2 separate regions of the Arachis hypogaea genome follow, and region 1 is linked to region 2. The links are chromatin contacts, called in public Hi-C maps. All regions are on one chromosome and are shown on one strand. Each heading gives the region's core, a stretch centred on a gene start, on an enhancer-like site or on the middle of the called end of the contact. The rest is flanking DNA. Distances are from core to core; before and after follow the strand shown. Region 1 has its middle 6.5 kb from the start of LOC112711956. Region 2 holds the start of LOC112711955 (putative UDP-glucose glucosyltransferase).

Region 1 (4,918 bases), core at 1,385-3,884, 46 kb before region 2:
TTAAAATTATAAGTATATGATTTTTGAGTTATGCTACGATGTATACTAAAATTAGCCACTAAAATTAGTCACTAGTATAAAATACATATTAAAATATAAATATACATTGAAAATAAATTAAATTATACATATATTTATATACTAATATATTAGTGACTGATTTTAGTGACTAATTTTTGTGTACAAATAGTATTTTTATTATTTTTTATATTTATTAAACACACAAAAATAAAATTCTTAAACTCTTTTTAAATTTTTTTTTACCAAATCATTACGGCTAGCCTCCTGAAATTGCGAATTATATATGTATAGTTTTTAAAGTGAAACAAATATTTAGTATACATCAAAATTAATTACTATATTATATATAGATATATATTGTTTAATTTAATATATTTTATATTTCAAGATATGTTATTTATTAATAATTTATTTAATAATTAATTTTAATATATATCTAATCTGATTAAAATTCTAATAATATTTAGAATGGAGCAGCGAGGGAATAATATATAACTGTATATATACATGGTTTATGCATCAAACAGCATAATAAAGTATACGATGGCTATTGAGTTATAAAATGAACATCCTCATCAAATAACTGTATATACATCTCCTGTACTATTTAAAATAACCATCCGAGTACAAGGGATGGGTTTACTAAGGATCGAACTCTTGACCTTTTGAATCTAGCGCTTTAATACTATGTCATGATACCACGATGAAAAAATGTAACACTAATAATTATATCTCTAATATTTCATAAACCTCCATTGTACGTATAAATATTTCATTAGTTCCTCGTACTTTCCCTTAAAATTATGTATCATCATGCAGTAGTAGTGTCAAACGTATATACTATTGTATCATGATAAATTTAAAACTCTGTTGAATAAGTTTGCAAAAGCATTATTAAATACACAATAATTTATTCCGCATTATATATTATTGCACTTATTTATTTGCGCTGAAAAACTTTTACCAACCTAATCCCAATATTCTGCATGTCACTGTCCTTGGTGTATATAATTTCATTTTGGTTGCTTTAACTTCTAGATTTCCACTACTACGTTGAACTTGGATTATATTATACGTTTAATTTCCACTTTATATTGTCGTCCCTAAAATACACGTTTCTTTTCTTTTCGTTTTAATTACTTTGATTTGCAATTGAAACGACACTAAACGCAAAATGATATTATCCAAACTAATCTTCTCTTTTTTATTATTTATTTTAAGTTCTACATTCTTTCATACATGAAATCTCTCATATCTTATAGCCTCCATGCATTATATGTAACAAATAACTGAAACGACGTGTAAATGCATAAAATACCATATATAATTATTAATCTTATTAAGATGTAAACATACATATATTCACATAAAAATATTTTAAAAATTCATTAAAATAATTATTATTTTTATAACATTTTTAAATGCCTTGATTATATTGTAACTAGAACTCTTAATAACTAGATAAGATAAACGTTCTTGCATTGATATAATGGATCTTACACTTGGCTTATTGAGATGGAATATGTGAAATTCATTTGACTATTTAGAGAACCATAGTCCCCGAAAACTCGAATACATTATACATTGCGTGGGTAATTAGGTATAGTAACTTCTCCAATTTCCACTCCTTAACCTAATTTTTCCTGTGTTGAGATCTTAATGACTAAGATGGATCATGAATATCCCATACCCAATCTGCTTTAAATCACTATAAATAGAATTACATTTATCATATTCTCTTATAAGCAACTCAAGCATACATCAACTAGAAAGATAGAAAAAGCACTAGTTTTAATTTCTAGAATTTAACCACACACTCCCTTGCATTGTCATCATGGCTGGCAACAAATACCAATCTTTTGTCTTTTCTTTTATTCTAATTATTATGATTTGTTTCAATCTTAGCATTCCGCATGTGATGGCTCGTCCACTAGTTAATAATAATTTAGGGTTGCATGATTCTGGTGAAATGCTAGTGGGGAATGACTTCCCAGATTCATCATCGTCAAGCTCAAACAATGATGCTAATAATGAGGATCACAAATATGACAATGTTTTTCGAACTTTAGAGCAAGTTATGGAGTCTGGTCCTAGCGGCGGAGGAAAGGGACATTAATAATAAGCTCTCATATAATTAGCTACCTATAAGTATTATAATAATAATAATAATAAAACCTAGCTCTCTCTCTCTCTCTCTCTCTCTCTATATATATATATATATATATATATAATACATGCATGCATGATGCATCTCTAGAATTTTATATATAAAGGTTGGTTTCTCCTTCTTTTGTGTTGTTTTATTAAACTGTTGCTTAATTATAGTAAGTATATATATCGGTGTATGTAATCACTAATTAATAGTGTGATGCTTGTAATTGTTAAGTGTATGTCAAGCTATTTACACGTGTATAAACTATACATACAGCACGAGCTTATTTACATTTTTTTGGGTCTTGGCTCATTATTTACATTTCTTAATCATGAAAGGTGATCTTTTCATGATTTTGATTTGTGAATAAAGAAAATCGAATCTAATGTGGTCCATCTTAATACTCTAGCATGTGTTTCGTTTCATTCATTTATTCTGTTTTGGTCATGGATTTTTCCCGTTTCGTTCTATCTAACCTATTTATTGACATGGACCCATCGTAAACCTGGACCAATATAAATGGGCCTACATGTGAGGTTACAAAAATAAATAGATTGTCCTGAGCTAAAACCTTAAAACCAGTGGACCAACTAATTTAATATGTCAATACAAATTTTGAAGATAGGACATTTTTTTAATGGGAAGATTTGAACCATAAACAAATGGTGGGATAATTATATTTATGTATAAGTATATTTGAATAAAATTAGATTTTTTTAATAATTATCAACACTAATGGAATAATGGTTCTGTGAAAATAATTTTTGTTTCTTAAATATGTTATAGTAATACATGCAAAATTGGTAAATATAACATCGGTGGGGTTTTTTGCGCAATGTAGGTCACACTCACATCAACATTTGGCTTCGGCATACCCATATGCCACATTAATTGCTTTTATTTGTGGTAGCTGTTAGCTGTTCAAATTAAATAAATTATTTATATTTTGTAGTCGTCTTTCTTCCTGTCTGAATTCATGAACATGTTATAAAGGAAATTAATGGTGACTAATAAGCTTTTGAATCATCCAACTATGGCATAAAATAAGAGAAAGTGTAGGGGAATTGGCAAAGGCATAATCTTGCTGAGTCAGGTGGACGACATTAAACCACATCGACGCACCTCCTCTCCATTCTTGCTTTGCAATAACCACCATAGCCACGCTTCATTTGTCAACACCATATCTTAAATATATTAAATTATTCCACAATTTTTTATTATTAGTATTTTCATATAAAAACATTTGGATTAAAATAAAGAAAAAAAGTAGGATTTATTAACCAAATCGAATTGTTATATCTTTATTATAAAAATGAAAAAAAAATCTAAAGAATTAATTATAACATTAAGTTAACTCAGGTCAATTTTTTTATTTTTTATTTTTAAATTTAAAAAATACTTTTTTTATAATATATTTTTTATTTTCAACTAATTAGTTCTAGTTAGTTACACTTCTAATTGGCTCTTCATAATTCAAATTCGAAAAAAAATATTAATATAAATCGAATTTGATTATATTTTTAGTAATTTATTTTTATTATATAAATAAATATATTCTAGTTGATATTTGTCAATATTTTTTATTTTTTAAAAAAATTATTAAATTATTAATTCAATTTTTTCTATTTCTCTTTATTGAAATACTCTAATTTAACTATTCTATATCTGTTTATTTATATACTCTATATTTCTAGATTTTAATATATATCTAATAGATAAGATATATCTAATCGGAAAATTTTATGGTAGCATTAGTTTTGGTGATTAAGAGTGGCATAAGTTTGACTAACAAGTAAAATATTGACATATGACAAAAAAATTAAATCTAAAATTAAAATGATTCTTTTTTTTATAATTTGTTATGATTATTTTTATCAAAATATTTTTTTATAATTATTTTTTTTAAATTTCGAAAAACTAATATCAAAATGATATTCTCCCTCTTGGTGTTAGTTTAAAAATAATCATAAAAAACTATAAGAGAGAATATTATTTTGGTTTTAGTTTTCCAAAATTACAAAAAAAATAATTATAAAAAAATTTATTTTGATATAAAATAATAATAAAAATAATTAAAAAATAAATTTGGCATTATTTTTAGAAATCATTAAAAATAATAATAATAAAAATAATTAAAAAATAAAAATAATTATAAAAAGTTATTTTAGTAAAAATAATTATAAGAAATTATTTTTTAAAAATAAAAATAATAATAAAATAATAATTATAAATATAATTAAAAAGTTATTTTAATAAAAATAATTATAAAAAATTATAAGAAAGAGATAATCATCTTAGTTTTAGCTTTAATTTTTTTGTCATGTGTCAATATTTTATTGGTAGGTCAAATTTTTTTTTTTGGTGACTAAATAGAAAAGAAAGAAAAAAGAGACAAAACCAAATTAATTGGCTAGGGTCATATCTAAATCTATTAGATGTTGAAGCTCACACCATGGTTGGCTCCAATTCGAGTGAATGTCCGCGACAGAAGCAGCTGCTTTAGCCATACAATCTGCAACACTATTTGCAGTCCTCTGAATTAAAAGAATAGAGACTCTCCAATTCCAATTCATAACCTCCTGAATATGCTTTGCCAAATCCCATTCCGGAATATCCTTACTAAGCATTCTTTGGTTTACCAAGAAAAGAGCTTCTAAACAGTCTGTTTCACAAATAACCTCACGAAATCCACTCTCCCAAGCAAGAAGTAAACCTCTCCAAATTGCATACAATTCAGCAAAAAGA
Region 2 (4,513 bases), core at 1,679-4,178:
GTTGTTCTTTGATTTTTTGTCTTTAGTCGATTTTTTTAAGAATTTATTATTATTCAATAAAAAATGTTAATTGTCTTTTAATTTTCAGTATTTATTTAACTTTTTTAAAAATTTATTATTATTTAATTAATTTAAATATCTATTTTTATGTATTAATTATTTAAAAATTTAAGAGAATTATTTGTTTTTTATTCTCTTTTTTTTAATGGTTGAATAAAAGATAATATTTAAAAACTATTTAGTTGTACTGTTTAATTTATTTAAAGACCTAATTTTACGCATTAATTGGTCAAAAAATATTTTTACGTATTAATTGATCAAAAATTAAAAATTATTTACTTTTTATTTTCTCTTTTTTAAAAATTAAATAAAAAATCATATTTAAAAGATAGTTAATTCCACTGTAAAATTATACACTGCTCCGTATGTTACATGAAAGTTCGATACTGTCGGGGATATTCAAATTACGTATTTTATGCGTCAATGTTTGATACGAAGGGATATCCATTCCTATGACGTAATCAATTATGTAATATTGAATCGAATGTCTTTGATATAAACAATGTTGAATCTAATGCATACATTGGTGAATAATATCTCATCATCATGCTGAGGATCAATGAATTTGTTTTTATTTAGTGTTTGTATATATTTCGTGTAATAATAGTTATACACAACTAAATGACTAATACAAGGTCCAATTGTAAACTGTGGGACATAATTTAATAAGAAATAAAATCTATAAATGGAAACAGACAAGACATAGTCCCTAGTGGCCCTAGTCATTTAATTTAAAATCTTTTTATTTATAGAAATTGTTCCAGACTAAGAAAAGATGTCGTTAAAATAGAGAAATTTACGCACCCACCAGGCTGCCACTTATTTTATTTATCCCTTTTTCTTTTTACAAATAATCTCGGATAAAAAAGATTTTTTTTTAAGGTGAATTTTGTGCTAAAATTGCTAATATGCCTCAAACAATTCAAACAAAATAGTCAAATACCGATTGAATATTCTAGTAATTATCTAAGTAATTGTTTGAGTTGAGTTTGTGAAGCATGCTTATATTTACGTGAAAACTCAACTGCAGTCAACTTTATGTAAAATTGATAATTAAAAATTATTTGATAAAAATTTAGTATCAAATTATTAATAATTATTAATTATCAACTTTATATAAAATCAACTGAATATCTACGTTTATCCTTGATTTCCGTCCATAAATGTTTTAAATAGCATTTTCTGTTTATAATACTTAGCAATTCCTTTCATTATCGTATTAATGATGCTCATTTAATTCCCTTCTCTATCCATGGCAAGTTACACTGTGTGCTGATGAGGATGAAAACCTGATAAATATGAAATTATTTTGCTTGTTTTAAAATAAATCTTTTATTTTAAAATTAATTATTAAAATTTAAATTATAAAAATAACATCTTAATTCTTAAACCTAACCTCGTTTTTGTCCGCCCGATGATTTGATTAGAAATGACATTAAAATATTAAATCTGAATTCACATATATCTATAGTTATACATATATATAAACTATGATGACATGTCCATATTAAAAATCATTATCAAATTAATTATCGATTTAAAATATGTTAAAATATTAAATATATTAAAAATAAATTAAATATTTATATGCAAATATACAGTAAATATATAATAATTGATTTAATAATTTGAAATAACGTCAGGAGTTAGGGGCGTATTAGCAGGGGGTAGCAGCTGCCCATGATTTTCACATTTCTCATGAAAAAAATTAAAGAAACACTTGAGTTCTTAATATATTAATATTTGAAAAATTTTTTATTTCACATTATAATCCCTAAGAGGTTCTTATTAATTATCTTATTTTGTCTATTAAGTTATTTTATGAAAAATAAAATTTTCATTAATTCTTTTTTCTCATTTCATGAAGTTAGAAGGATTCCCCTCCTCCCCCCTCCCTCTTTTTCTTGTGAAATAAAAAAAAAAATTCTCTTTCAAATAGTTAAAAGAGCAAATAATCTATTTCGTACATATTACGTGTATATGTAACACTTAATGCGAACCTAAAAGCTGCTTTCATCACCTAATTAAATTTGTCGTTCTCACATTACAGCTAAGCACGCATGCATAGCATTGGTTAAACTTTGTTTTGGTCAAATCACTTTGGTAAATATTAGTTAAATCTATATTTTAGTTAGATTTATTATTTTTATTTAGATAAATAAATTTTTAAAAATATGACGAAAGAAGATTTATATGGTTTATTTTTGTAAAGTCCAAAATTTTTAACGTAATAATTTTTTTTTTGAAAAAAATATTCGATTTCAAAAGATGTATTTAGATATATACTAAAAAAATAAAATAGAAAACATATTCATGCTCATTAAAATATTTATTTTAATTATATACTCTTGTTGTCTATATTTATACAAAGTCCTCCGCGCATGCAGCAGTTGTATATATGCATTATTTTTTTTTCAGCTCAAATAAAAAAGTTTCTTATTGTTATTTTTGTTAAACGTTCTTAGAGTTGTGAATATAAAAAATATTTACTATATTAATTATGTTAGGAATTATTTTTCATCTTTGACAAAAAAAAAAGAAAAAGAAGGAAATTCATTAAAAGGACTCGTGTCGCATAGTTAAAACTATATAAAGAGAAAACAATAAGTTATGACGATGACGATGAAACACATATATTATAATATTATAGTGTGTCCTCATCATCACTTGCGTGAGGAATTTTGAATATGCAAATAACTACCGTAGCTCACTTTGATTTTACATGTTTTTTTTAAGTTTTTTCTTTTCAATTTATTTTATCGGAAAATAACATTTTTGGCTAACATATAATTAGAAAAAGATGAGTCATTAGATAAAATCTCACACTAATCTTACACCATCAAATCATTATTAATAATTAATTGATAATTAACAATCACAAAAATTAATGCCCCTAATATTACTCAACAAAATAAATGGAAGTATACATTCATATCTTCTCAGAGTTGGACATTTTATAGAGTACAACTGTACAAGAGCATTGCTCTAGAAGTAATAAATTAATTTATAATATAATTTATCATGACGATAGACTCTACTATAAGGGAGTATATGTTCAACACCGATAATTAAAAAGTGTGTATCCTCTTCGGTTAAAAAAAAATAAATATTATCAATTATGATTTTTTTATTTTTTATTATTTTTTTTATATTTAATTTTGATCTTATTTATAAAATTAATAATAAAAAATCATATTATATTTTTTTAAATATTAAAAAAATTAAAGAGGATCATTCTTTTACTATAGCGTGGCCCCGATTATTATTTTTATAATATATTTTATTTTATATTTTAAATATTAATAATTAATTAAAGACATAAAAATTTAGCATTCCCCTCTTTTTAATTGCATCTTGATGTGAAGATATATGGTGAGAGTGTTCCTGTATATTTAACGTAGTGGAAGAAAACATAAGAGAGTGTTATTTGCGAGAAAGAAAGAAAAGAGAAGCACAAAAATGGGGTCTGAAGCTGCCATACACGTCTTGCTGATTTCGTTTCCAGCACAGGGACACATAAACCCTCTCCTGAGGCTAGGAAAGTGCCTCGCCGCCAGGGGCTTATTCGTCACTTTCTCCACCACCGAGGACGCCGGCAGGGACATCAGAAACGCCAACAACATCGCCGAGAAGTTCGTTGCTCCGGTCGGCGATGGTTTCCTCAAATTCGAGTTCTTCGACGATCGCTTACAGGACGACGATCCCATCAGGAAGAATCTGGGGGATCACACGAAGCATCTGGAAGTTGTCGGAAAGAGATTCGTTTCTCAAATGATCAAGAAGCACGCAGAGTCAAACCAACCAATCTCTTGCATCATAAACAACCCTTTCTTCCCGTGGGTTTGCGACGTTGCTGAAGAACACGGTGTTCCTTCTGCTCTCTTATGGATTCAGTCAACGGCAGTCTTCACCGCTTACTATCACTACCACCACAAACTGGTTAGCTTCCCTTCACACGATCAACCTTACATCGATGTTAATTTACCTTCCGTTACTCTCAAACACAACGAGATCCCAGATTTCTTGCACCCTTTCAGTCCCTTCCCGATTCTGGGAACAGTCATATTAGAACAGTTCAAGAACTTGTCCAAACCCTTCTGCATCTTGGTGGACACATACGAGGAGTTAGAGAAGGATTTCATCAGCTTCTTCTCGAAATCAATGAGCATAAGGCCCGTGGGCCCGTTGTTCAAGAACCCGAAAGCAAGAATGGGAGGAAGTAACATTCGTGGAGACATGATAACAAAGTCAGAGAACTGCGTTGAATGGCTGAACTCGAGAGAACCGCGTTCGGTGGTTTACATAAGCTTCGGGAGCTTGGTGTACCACCCGCAGGAGCAAATAGACGAAATTGCCCATGGGCTTTTGGAGTCTGAGGTGTCGTTTTTGTGGGTTTTGAAGCTGCCACCTAAGGACTGGAACGTGAAGCCACATGTTCTTCCAGAAGGGTTCG

Evidence for each region. A called contact is a pair of places that touch in the nucleus more often than the background predicts.
Region 1: a contact with region 2 is called in a Hi-C map of leaf, with 5 times the contacts expected there. The contact joins the enhancer-like site here to the promoter of LOC112711955 in region 2. A contact is called at or near these places in 5 of 8 Hi-C or Micro-C datasets (leaf and an unstated tissue).

What each region holds. Positions count from the first base shown.
Region 1 is chr9:112,259,172-112,264,089 of arahy.Tifrunner.gnm2.J5K5, reverse strand. No RefSeq gene overlaps it. Among protein-coding and RNA genes, the nearest start is that of LOC112711956, 6.5 kb to the right of the region's middle. Within about 2 kb of position 2,634, at least 3 of the 3 cell types and tissues checked have open chromatin away from gene starts, as enhancers often do.
Region 2 is chr9:112,213,876-112,218,388 of arahy.Tifrunner.gnm2.J5K5, reverse strand. LOC112711955 (putative UDP-glucose glucosyltransferase) reads left to right here and starts at 2,928. Exons shown (of 1, transcript XM_025764713.3): 1 at 2,928-4,513. The coding sequence starts at 3,520.